Linked DNA regions of Canis lupus: region 1 is linked to region 2. The links are chromatin contacts, called in public Hi-C maps. All regions are on one chromosome and are shown on one strand. Each heading gives the region's core, a stretch centred on a gene start, on an enhancer-like site or on the middle of the called end of the contact. The rest is flanking DNA. Distances are from core to core; before and after follow the strand shown. Region 1 overlaps H1-6 (histone H1t). Region 2 holds the start of H1-2 (histone H1.2).

Region 1 (4,476 bases), core at 753-3,252, 33 kb before region 2:
CCCAAAATACTGTAGTCACATTTAAGAAATTGGTTTGATAATAGCTTTAGTCGAATACAATTTTAATTTTTTTTTTTTTTTAAGATTTTATTTATCATGAGAGACACAGGCAAGCTCCCTGTGGAAACCCCATGTGGGACTCCATCCCAGAACTGAGGGATCATGACCTGAGCCCAAGTCAGACATTCAACCACTGAGTCACCCAGGTGCCCCTAATTCTATGTATTTTATGAAGGGAGTGTGTAGGCTTGTCCAAATTGTGTTCCACAAGCTGAGAGATATTAAACCTTTATGGAAATATTGCAGCTGCCAAGTTAAGGTCCAAACTGAACTAAATCACAAAAACTATTATTAGGTTCTCCAAGGTCCAAGTTAAAGCATTTCTCATTTTAAGCAAAATTAGTTTTTCTGCTTTCACTTAATTGGGGATTTAGCACTCCTAAAGATTACTATATTAAATTCATGGTGTTAATCTTATTTTGGGCCTTGGGTGTTTGGGGCAACCTTGAACAAAGCCCAGTACAAAACTTGTATATGCAATCTTGCATAGATAATCTTTAATATACAAGTTTGTACTACAGATAACTCACTAGGGCCTAGCCTTTCTAAACTCATTTACGTAATTGGGCCTCTGACAACAATGGGAAATGAATAAACATAGTGGTTTAAAGTTGTATAGAAATCAACCACAGCCCGTGCTTGCTTGGGTATGGAGGCCAGTTTGCTTTCAGGCTGGAGCTGCAGCGCCGGGAAACGCCTCACTGGCCTGGCAAGGCCTCAAGTCCCGAGTGCAGCGGCCACGCCCACGAGAGGGCTGACCCGACTCCGCCAGGCCGCCCGCAGGTCCCGAGCTCTGCTCGAATCGGTCCAGAACTGGCCCTGCGATCCCGAGCGCCTGGCATTCAGCAGGCTAAAAAAAAAAAAGTTAAGGTTTTTCCTACAGTTCCGGGGACAGCTATTCAACCCTTTTTAGCCAACGGAAATATTGCCCTGAAACTCCCGCCCCTTCAGTTTACCTCCCGCGGACACCGAGGATCCTCCAAAGTACCTTCGGTGACCTACCAATTAGTCGGTAAAACTCCCCCAAAGCCACTTCACTTTACGTAATGGACTTTAAAACATTTTGCAAAAAATTACTTTCCTGTGGCGCTATCCCATCATGAGCAAACCCCTGCATAAACGTTAATGATCATACTATGCAGAAGTCCCGTACGTAATACGGAGGGAACCTCCGTAACCCTAACAATTTACACCAAGCACAACAGCCCCTTAAATAACTTCGTGGGCGGCCCTGAAAAGGGCCTTGGTGTTTACGAGAATGGCGGATGCGGCGCACTCAGCCGCCGAAGCCGTAGAGGGTGCGGCCCTGGCGCTTGAGCGCATAGACCACGTCCATGGCCGTGACCGTCTTGCGCTTGGCGTGCTCCGTGTAGGTGACGGCGTCCCGGATCACGTTCTCCAGGAACACCTTGAGCACCCCGCGGGTCTCCTCGTAGATGAGGCCCGAGATGCGCTTGACGCCGCCGCGCCGGGCCAGCCGCCGGATGGCGGGCTTGGTGATGCCCTGGATGTTGTCGCGCAGCACCTTGCGGTGGCGCTTGGCGCCGCCCTTGCCCAGCCCCTTCCCGCCCTTGCCGCGACCAGACATGGTTGCCGAGGAAGTGACTCCTCCGCCGGCACGCAGCCCTTTAAATAGGATATTTGCGGACCTGATTGAGAACAGCACCCCTGATGGTTTTCCAAATTAGGTCAGCCTGGGGGCGGGGCAAGAAGACCTCGTCACCATCTCGACGTTTTGATTGGCCGGTGCAACCTCGCTCTTCGTCGGAGCGTCTTCGCGGACGCGCAGGTTATGGCTCTTCTTCGGCTGAAAATTTTCTTTCCTGCGTTGTTTCTTCCTCGCGCGTTTGCAAATTTAATATGTTTCTACCAGGTAAAGCCGCTGAAGAAAAGAGAACCACTCATCGTTTCTTTTTATTCCCGTCCAATAACTAATAAATTACGTAATTCCTTAGGGGAAAGGATGTAGAGGTAATATGCGAAGGATGGAGCATTTATAGGTCAAGGGACCTTCCCTCTCGTTCTTTTAATATTCCTATTTAACTGTCGCATGTAGAAGGCCTTCTTTATTCTGGACAAAGCGTAAGCTTGGCCATCTAAAAGCTCTGGCTCCACGTTTGGAAACAAACAAAAAAAGAATAATTGCAAATTAAAACTTCTTGTTCTCTTTCAGACATTTATTGGGTGACTCCTGTTTCTACAAGTCTGGGAGAGAACCTGGGAACCGAAAGATAAGCTTGGACATCCCTCCCCTGGACCCTCTTCCAGGCCTGCCGGGCCTGCCGGATCTGCCTGCAATTCCTAATAAGCTCCCCTTTCCTCCTCAACTGATGCCTTTTCAAAACTTCTCTGGGTTTAGAGATGAGAACAAACGTTTTGTTGAGTTGGGGCTTAATTGTAGGGCAGGGCTAATACTTGATTAAGGTCATTACAAAGCCTACAGGGCCCTCCCCTGGAGGGCCTTTGATAAGATTATTGGTGTTTTAAACAAGGCTAATCCCATTAAGTTAAAAAAAAAAAAAAAAAAAAAGAATAGATCAGAATTGGATCTGAATGTGATTGGGAGAAGCCCTGTCAAATCAAAATTTTCTCCTTAGCCTCCTCTCACAGCTTTTGAAAATGTCCATGATCAGATTTACTCTAGTTGAAACGAGGTTTAACCTCTGCCCATCCTGGTTAATGAATAAATGCCTATTATGGATACTTAAAATGATTCTATGGACTGAGACAGATCACATATTATATATAACCTCCTAATCTTTCAGGTGAAAAGAGAGGAGTCCCAGGAGAGGGTAGAAAAGCTCTGAATGGCATATGATTTGTAACACTTCTGGAATTATTAAGTAGTTATACTCTTTTCCAGATTGAGGGTTTTTAGGTTCCTGACTTAACCCTCTCCCCACTGCAAACAGATACTTTATAAGGGGACTTAGCTAGGAAGAAATGTCAAACATTATAGAGAAAAGGTGCTGGGTCTGAGGTTATAAGTAAAACTGAAATCTCAACATGATTTTTAATTCATGGGAAGATATAAAAATACCACGTATATAATATGATAACCTCATGCAAAAATCTGTGGTGTGAGCCACCCTTGTTAGGCATCCCAGCAAATGCCCTCTGCAATTCAACCAGAGGTTTAGGCCAGCTTTCCCTCAATTTTATTTTGTCCACTCTGTCATTAATAAAACTTCACTTTTATTTTGACACCTTATTCCTTTTTCTATTCCCTTCTCCTGATGTCCTCTTTTATAAATTTTTTCAATGACATTGACTCAAAAATCACAAATGTCAGGATAGAAATATTTAAAAGGCATACACATGCAGATGTATATTAAAAATGGATCCTTCCACTCTGGGAAGAGTACAGGTCTTACTTGGTCATAAGGCTTGGCAAAGCTGGTGCTCTCTCTGGAACCTGTAGATCTGGTTTTCTTTTTACCTCCCTCTCACCCTCAGAGAGAACCTGGCTTAAAAGAACCCCATTCATTCAACATGTGAGGTAAGCCTTTCAGCTAGAAACCCTACAAATTGTGGCTAATAGGTCACATCATACATTTGAACGAATAAAACCATGATGTTAATCAAAAGTCTTATAAAAATATGGAATGCCCACAACACCCTCTGCAGCAGACTAACTCAAAGTATCAGAGCTGAGGAATGGTATATGTATATATGATATGATGTATGTATGTATGTATGTATAGTATGGTATATATAGAATGGTATATGTATATATTCTTTTTTTTTTTTTTTTTTTTTAATTTATGATAGTCACAGAGAGAGAGAGAGAGAGAGGTAGAGACAGGCAGAGGGAGAAGCAGGCTCCATGCACCGGGAGCCCGACGTGGGATTTGATCCCGGGTCTCCAGGATCGCGCCCTGGGCCAAAGGCAGGCGCCAAACCGCTGCGCCACCCAGGGATCCCTATATTCCTATATATATATGGTCAACAAATAATTCTGATACTTGCTCAGTGTTGAGAATTCCCAATATACATCATCACTTTTTTAAAAAAATATTTCATTTATTTATTCATGAGAGAGGCAGAGGGAGAAGCAGACTCTCTGGGAGGACCTGATGAGGGACTGGATCTCAGGATGCTGGGATCATGACCTGAGCCAAAGGCAGACAGACGCTCAACCACTGAGCCACCCAGGTGCCTCTACATCATCACTTTTACATGTATAATTGTGAGAAGAAATCCTAGGGAAGAAATATTTTTTATTTATATTACAGTCAAAGAAAGGTGTAAGTTCAACCTGACCCAACTTAGTTTCTAGGGCTTTATAAAAACATTATTTTCAAGCATTTGGGGATATCACTCCTGGTCTGGGACAGATGGCTTTTCCAGCCACCGGCTGATGGATCTTATTGCAATTTAAGGCCTCAATGCATTTCTCTTTTCCAGCCACCTAAC
Region 2 (4,347 bases), core at 1,049-3,548:
GAAAATTTCCTAACACAGCTTAGAATGACATGAAGAAATATTTTTCCCTTGTTTTTAAATTTTAGGTAACTTTTCTCATCACAAGTTACAGGGATCTGGGGAAGGGTTGCTTGTTTCTCTGCCTTCTGGCCTCTACCATGAGGCCAGGAGGTTGGGAGAAAGACTGAGAACTGACCCCTATCTAATGACTTGAGATCTGGACATCAGATTTGCATGTAGGGAGATGTGTTTTGATTGATTCAACTTGAGTGATCATATTAGAGAACTAAACCACAGTAATCAAATTTACAAGCTGCTGATTTGTAAATCAGGACACCAATTTATAGTGAAGGGAAGTCCAGTGACCTGGCAATCGAGACTCTACACTGCTATTTTCCTGATGGTAAAGTACACTTAACTGAATTTCAGATGCCTGGGGTGGAGGGTGCTGGGTAGGACTCATTGCACAGAGAAGCAGAACAAAGTGGCATGTTCTTATTTTATTTTATTATATTGTTACCAAAGTATATTAGCATGGTAAAAGTGCTTTAGTTATTCAAACACTTTCAATAACTTCTTACAATTCTTACACCCAAAGTCACAGTGAGGGATGGCAGGTCTAAAGTGGTTTTCTATGGCTGCTAATTCATCCATCACTAATCTTATTAGGCTGTTAATTCCCAGAGGACATGATCAGGAGTAGACACAATTTCTAAATGTTGAACAAGTGTTATTCAATAAAACCATAGAGTTATCCTTAGTCTAAAAGATGCCTCATTTATTATCACTGAACTTAAGTTCTACAACATGTTGATTACAATCTAAGGAAGACATCTTTAATACATATTTTCATGTAGCTGTATATTTGAATGAGAATTTCTGGTAAGTTGTAATACTCCCTTTGTCACTAAATATAAACATGTAATTATACTAAATACATGACTAGTGGGGTATATTCAATTTTTTTCTCTCAAGAAAAAATTGCAATTGTGGCAACCAAAGGCTGAAATCTGAAGTACCAAACCTTAAAGAAGTAAAGCAAACAAGAATAGAATAAGTAAGACCAAAACAACAACGAAAAGAATATGTAAGACCAGCTTTATAGGGGATGAGAAGAGGCATTCTTATCAACAACAGAGAAATGGCCTGATAACTTCTATATTCTAGTACTTTCCCTCTATTTCTATTTAAAATTTTGCCATCCGTTTTGCTTTACTTCAAACCTATAGTTCATCTTATAAAAGTGTATCACATTAAAGTCAGCTGCTTTACTTCTATCGAGATCTTTGAATTCCCAGAGTGTCCATCTACACCATAACACAGGTCAGATATTGTTCCTGGGTTACTACCTAGAATTTTCCGGTGCCGAAATGTGTCCCTTTATTGAAGCATATAAAAATTATAATACATAAATGCCTGTTTTCTTTGAAAACAGATCATCTCAATGTCTGTAGCTGCCAAGTCTATTGAGGAATTAAATTATTTATTTATTTATTTATTTGCAGCCTTAGGGGGTCTCCCTTCTCCCTCATTATGTCTATTCTCGAGGGTCAGACCCCCTGCCTTGCACAACCCAGAGGGGAACCGGAGACCTTGTTAAAAACTGCTCAATTTCTCCCCTTTGGAAAAGTGAAAAGTGCCCCGCCCCCATCTGTGAAGAGACGGATTTGATCAAGAATTTCAGTGTCTTCAAGTCTAGGATTTAAGTCTCTAACCCCCCCACCACCACCAGGATCCAGGCCGCCCCCCAAGGCTTCCGAACCCCCTTTCGCCCGACCCTAACTGCTTTGGGCTGGCCCGGGTATCCTTGTCCCGGTCCACGGTTCCTGTGGATCTGTGCGCAGAATTCACAGAGGACCTGTGTTACTTCCCTCGCGAAGAAACAGAATTATCGTGAAAACTGAAGTGGAAACCATTTCATTTTTGTCTCCCAGAGAAGGGAAGCATGAGCCCAACCACCCCTGAGAAAAAGAACTTTCGGGGGCAAAGGAGCGAACAGGTAATTTAGAAGAAAAACAGAAAGTGGTCTCCGACCGTCCTGGACTTCCCTCGGAGTTAGGGGACTTGGGGGCGCCTGGGCGCGTCGTCTTGGGGCCTGCGGGAAAAATAAACCGAGAGCACGAAGCCTGAGGCTTCTCGGATCCTTTCCCGACCAAAGCCGGGGAATTTGGAGCGGGGCATTTTCACATATTCCCCCTTTTGTGAAGTGGAACAAACACAACTTAGGCGCACGGCGGCGGCTCGGAGCCTGCCAGCCAGGGGGCGAGCGGAGCACCAATCAGCGCGCGCCTGCGCTCTATATATATGGCGGCCCGGGCCCGGCGCACCTACCGCGCTTTGCCACTCGGCCCCAGCCCCGGATCCTCAGCATGTCGGAGACCGCGCCCGCCGCGCCCGCCGCCGCCCCCCCGGCGGAGAAGGCCCCCGTAAAGAAGAAGGCTGCCAAGAAGCCTGCGGGGGCGCGCCGCAAGGCGTCCGGGCCCCCGGTGTCCGAGCTCATCACCAAGGCCGTGGCCGCGTCCAAGGAGCGCAGCGGCGTGTCCCTGGCCGCGCTCAAGAAGGCGCTGGCGGCCGCCGGCTACGACGTGGAGAAGAACAACAGCCGCATCAAGCTGGGCCTCAAGAGCCTGGTGAGCAAGGGGACCCTGGTGCAGACCAAGGGCACCGGCGCCTCGGGCTCCTTCAAGCTCAACAAGAAGGCGGCCTCCGGGGAGGCCAAGCCCAAGGCCAAGAAGGCGGGCGCGGCCAAGCCCAAGCGGGCGGCGGGGACGGCCAAGAAGCCCAAGAAGGCAGCGGGGACCGGCACCCCCAAGAAGAGCGCCAAGAAGACCCCGAAGAAGGCCAAGAAGCCCGCCGCGGCCACCGTCGCCAAGAAGGTGGCCAAGAGCCCCAAGAAGGCGAAGGCGGCCAAGCCCAAGAAGGCGGCCAAGAGCGCGGCTAAGGCCGTGAAGCCCAAGTCGGCCAAGCCCAAGGTTACCAAACCCAAGAAGGCTGCGCCCAAAAAGAAGTAGGTTGTTGACCGTTTGCTTCTAAAACCCAAAAAAGGCTCTTTTCAGAGCCACCACTCCTCCCCGAGAAAGAGCTGAACATTCTGTACTCCGGCCTCTTTACCCTTAAGTTCCAAGACGCGGTGGGTGGTCGGCCCGGAGCCCCTACGCCAGCGGGAACGGGGCCGGGGAGCGCGTCCCGGGCTCCGCGGTGCCCCGGGCCTCCTCGCAGGAGGGGTGCGGAAGCGCCGTCCGGAGGCCCCGCCCGCCCCGCGCTGCGAGCACCGAGAACCACCGTCCGTCCCGCCTGCCAGTCCCTGCCTTCACGGATCCCCCGATTGGGTCGGAAAGTCATTTGAAAGTCCCGCCCTGCTCGCGGGTTGGCCCATCTCGCCGCCCCGGATTCTCCTCGTGAGTTTGTTATTGGGTGGTGTCCGGTCTCCTGGGTACTCGGTTTGTTGTTTCTAGCGGGCCGACTCTTGTCCTTTTCACTTGATAAAGACGTGAATCCGGTACTTGGGACCCGTGCCACGTTTGGAGTCCTGCCGGCGGGTCCGGTCTGGGGACGGTAGTCGGCCGCGGGGAGGGGAGGGGAGGGGAGGCTCGGACGCCGGAGCCCCGCGCGGTCGTGCTCCAGCCGGTGCGCAGCTGCCCGCAGGCACCCGGCCACCGCGCACCGCTGGGCCAGGTCAGGTCCCTTTGTGCCTCGCGTCCCGTGTCTTGGGACCAAGGCGTGACGGGTCGCAGCGCAGCACAAACCACTTTCTGTCGGCCATTTTGTCCTGGTGGCGGGCCGCGGAGCTTCATCTCAGGCAGACGTCAGCCTCTGGATACCGAGGCGTCCCGATTGCGCGTCTGTGCGGCCCCAAGTCCCCAGTTTCCACGCGAGGAACCACGTAGGGGAGACTTGGAAACGTGTACATATATGGGGGTGCGGGGTGTTGTCTCTAATGAAGGGCTCGGGTTTATATTCCCGGTGTTACCTGTGGGTTCTTTTACAGCGTCCGGCGTTTCTTCCGGACAAAAGCGTTTCTTCCTCGTCCTGGTTTTACTCCGGTGAACACGATTTTTCCTTTGAGACGAGTTCAAGGAACAGGGGCTTCTGGAGATTGGCAGCTCAGTTCGTCCATCGCCACAGTGACGGATCTGGTTGTTAATCTAGATAAGGTCTCCCGTTACCGGTGGTGGCCACGGGTTTCAGCCCCTCCCAAAAGAATTCGGATACTTTAATGTCCGTTTTCGTACATTTGAAAGACCTCCACTTTTTTGAGAGCGCAGCGCGCGCGCGCAATTTTCCCATGGCTTCTTCCAGTGTTTTCTGTGCCGTTAATTTCACATTTAAAACAACCCAGCTCTCTCTATTTTATTGTAAGTTTAATAA

The links. Hi-C and Micro-C count contacts between places; a contact is called where the count stands out from the background.
Region 1: a contact with region 2 is called in a Hi-C map of blood, with 6 times the contacts expected there. The contact joins the enhancer-like site here to the promoter of H1-2 in region 2. A contact is called at or near these places in 6 of 9 Hi-C or Micro-C datasets (amygdala, blood, liver and 1 more).

Annotation. Positions count from the first base shown.
Region 1 is chr35:25,457,172-25,461,647 of UU_Cfam_GSD_1.0, reverse strand. It overlaps H1-6 (histone H1t), which reads left to right. Exons shown (of 3, transcript XM_038584342.1): 2 at 1-1,933; 3 at 2,234-2,375. It overlaps LOC111093991 (a long non-coding RNA gene), which reads right to left. Exons shown (of 3, transcript XR_005384416.1): 3 at 4,031-4,262. Among named protein-coding and RNA genes, the nearest start is that of HFE, 13 kb to the right of the region's middle. Within about 2 kb of position 2,002, at least 15 of the 20 cell types and tissues checked have an H3K27ac peak or open chromatin away from gene starts, as enhancers often do. A contact at or near this core is called in blood and liver, where this site is marked.
Region 2 is chr35:25,424,547-25,428,893 of UU_Cfam_GSD_1.0, reverse strand. H1-2 (histone H1.2) reads left to right here and starts at 2,298. Exons shown (of 2, transcript XM_038584341.1): 1 at 2,298-3,377. The coding sequence starts at 2,349. The coding sequence ends at 2,990.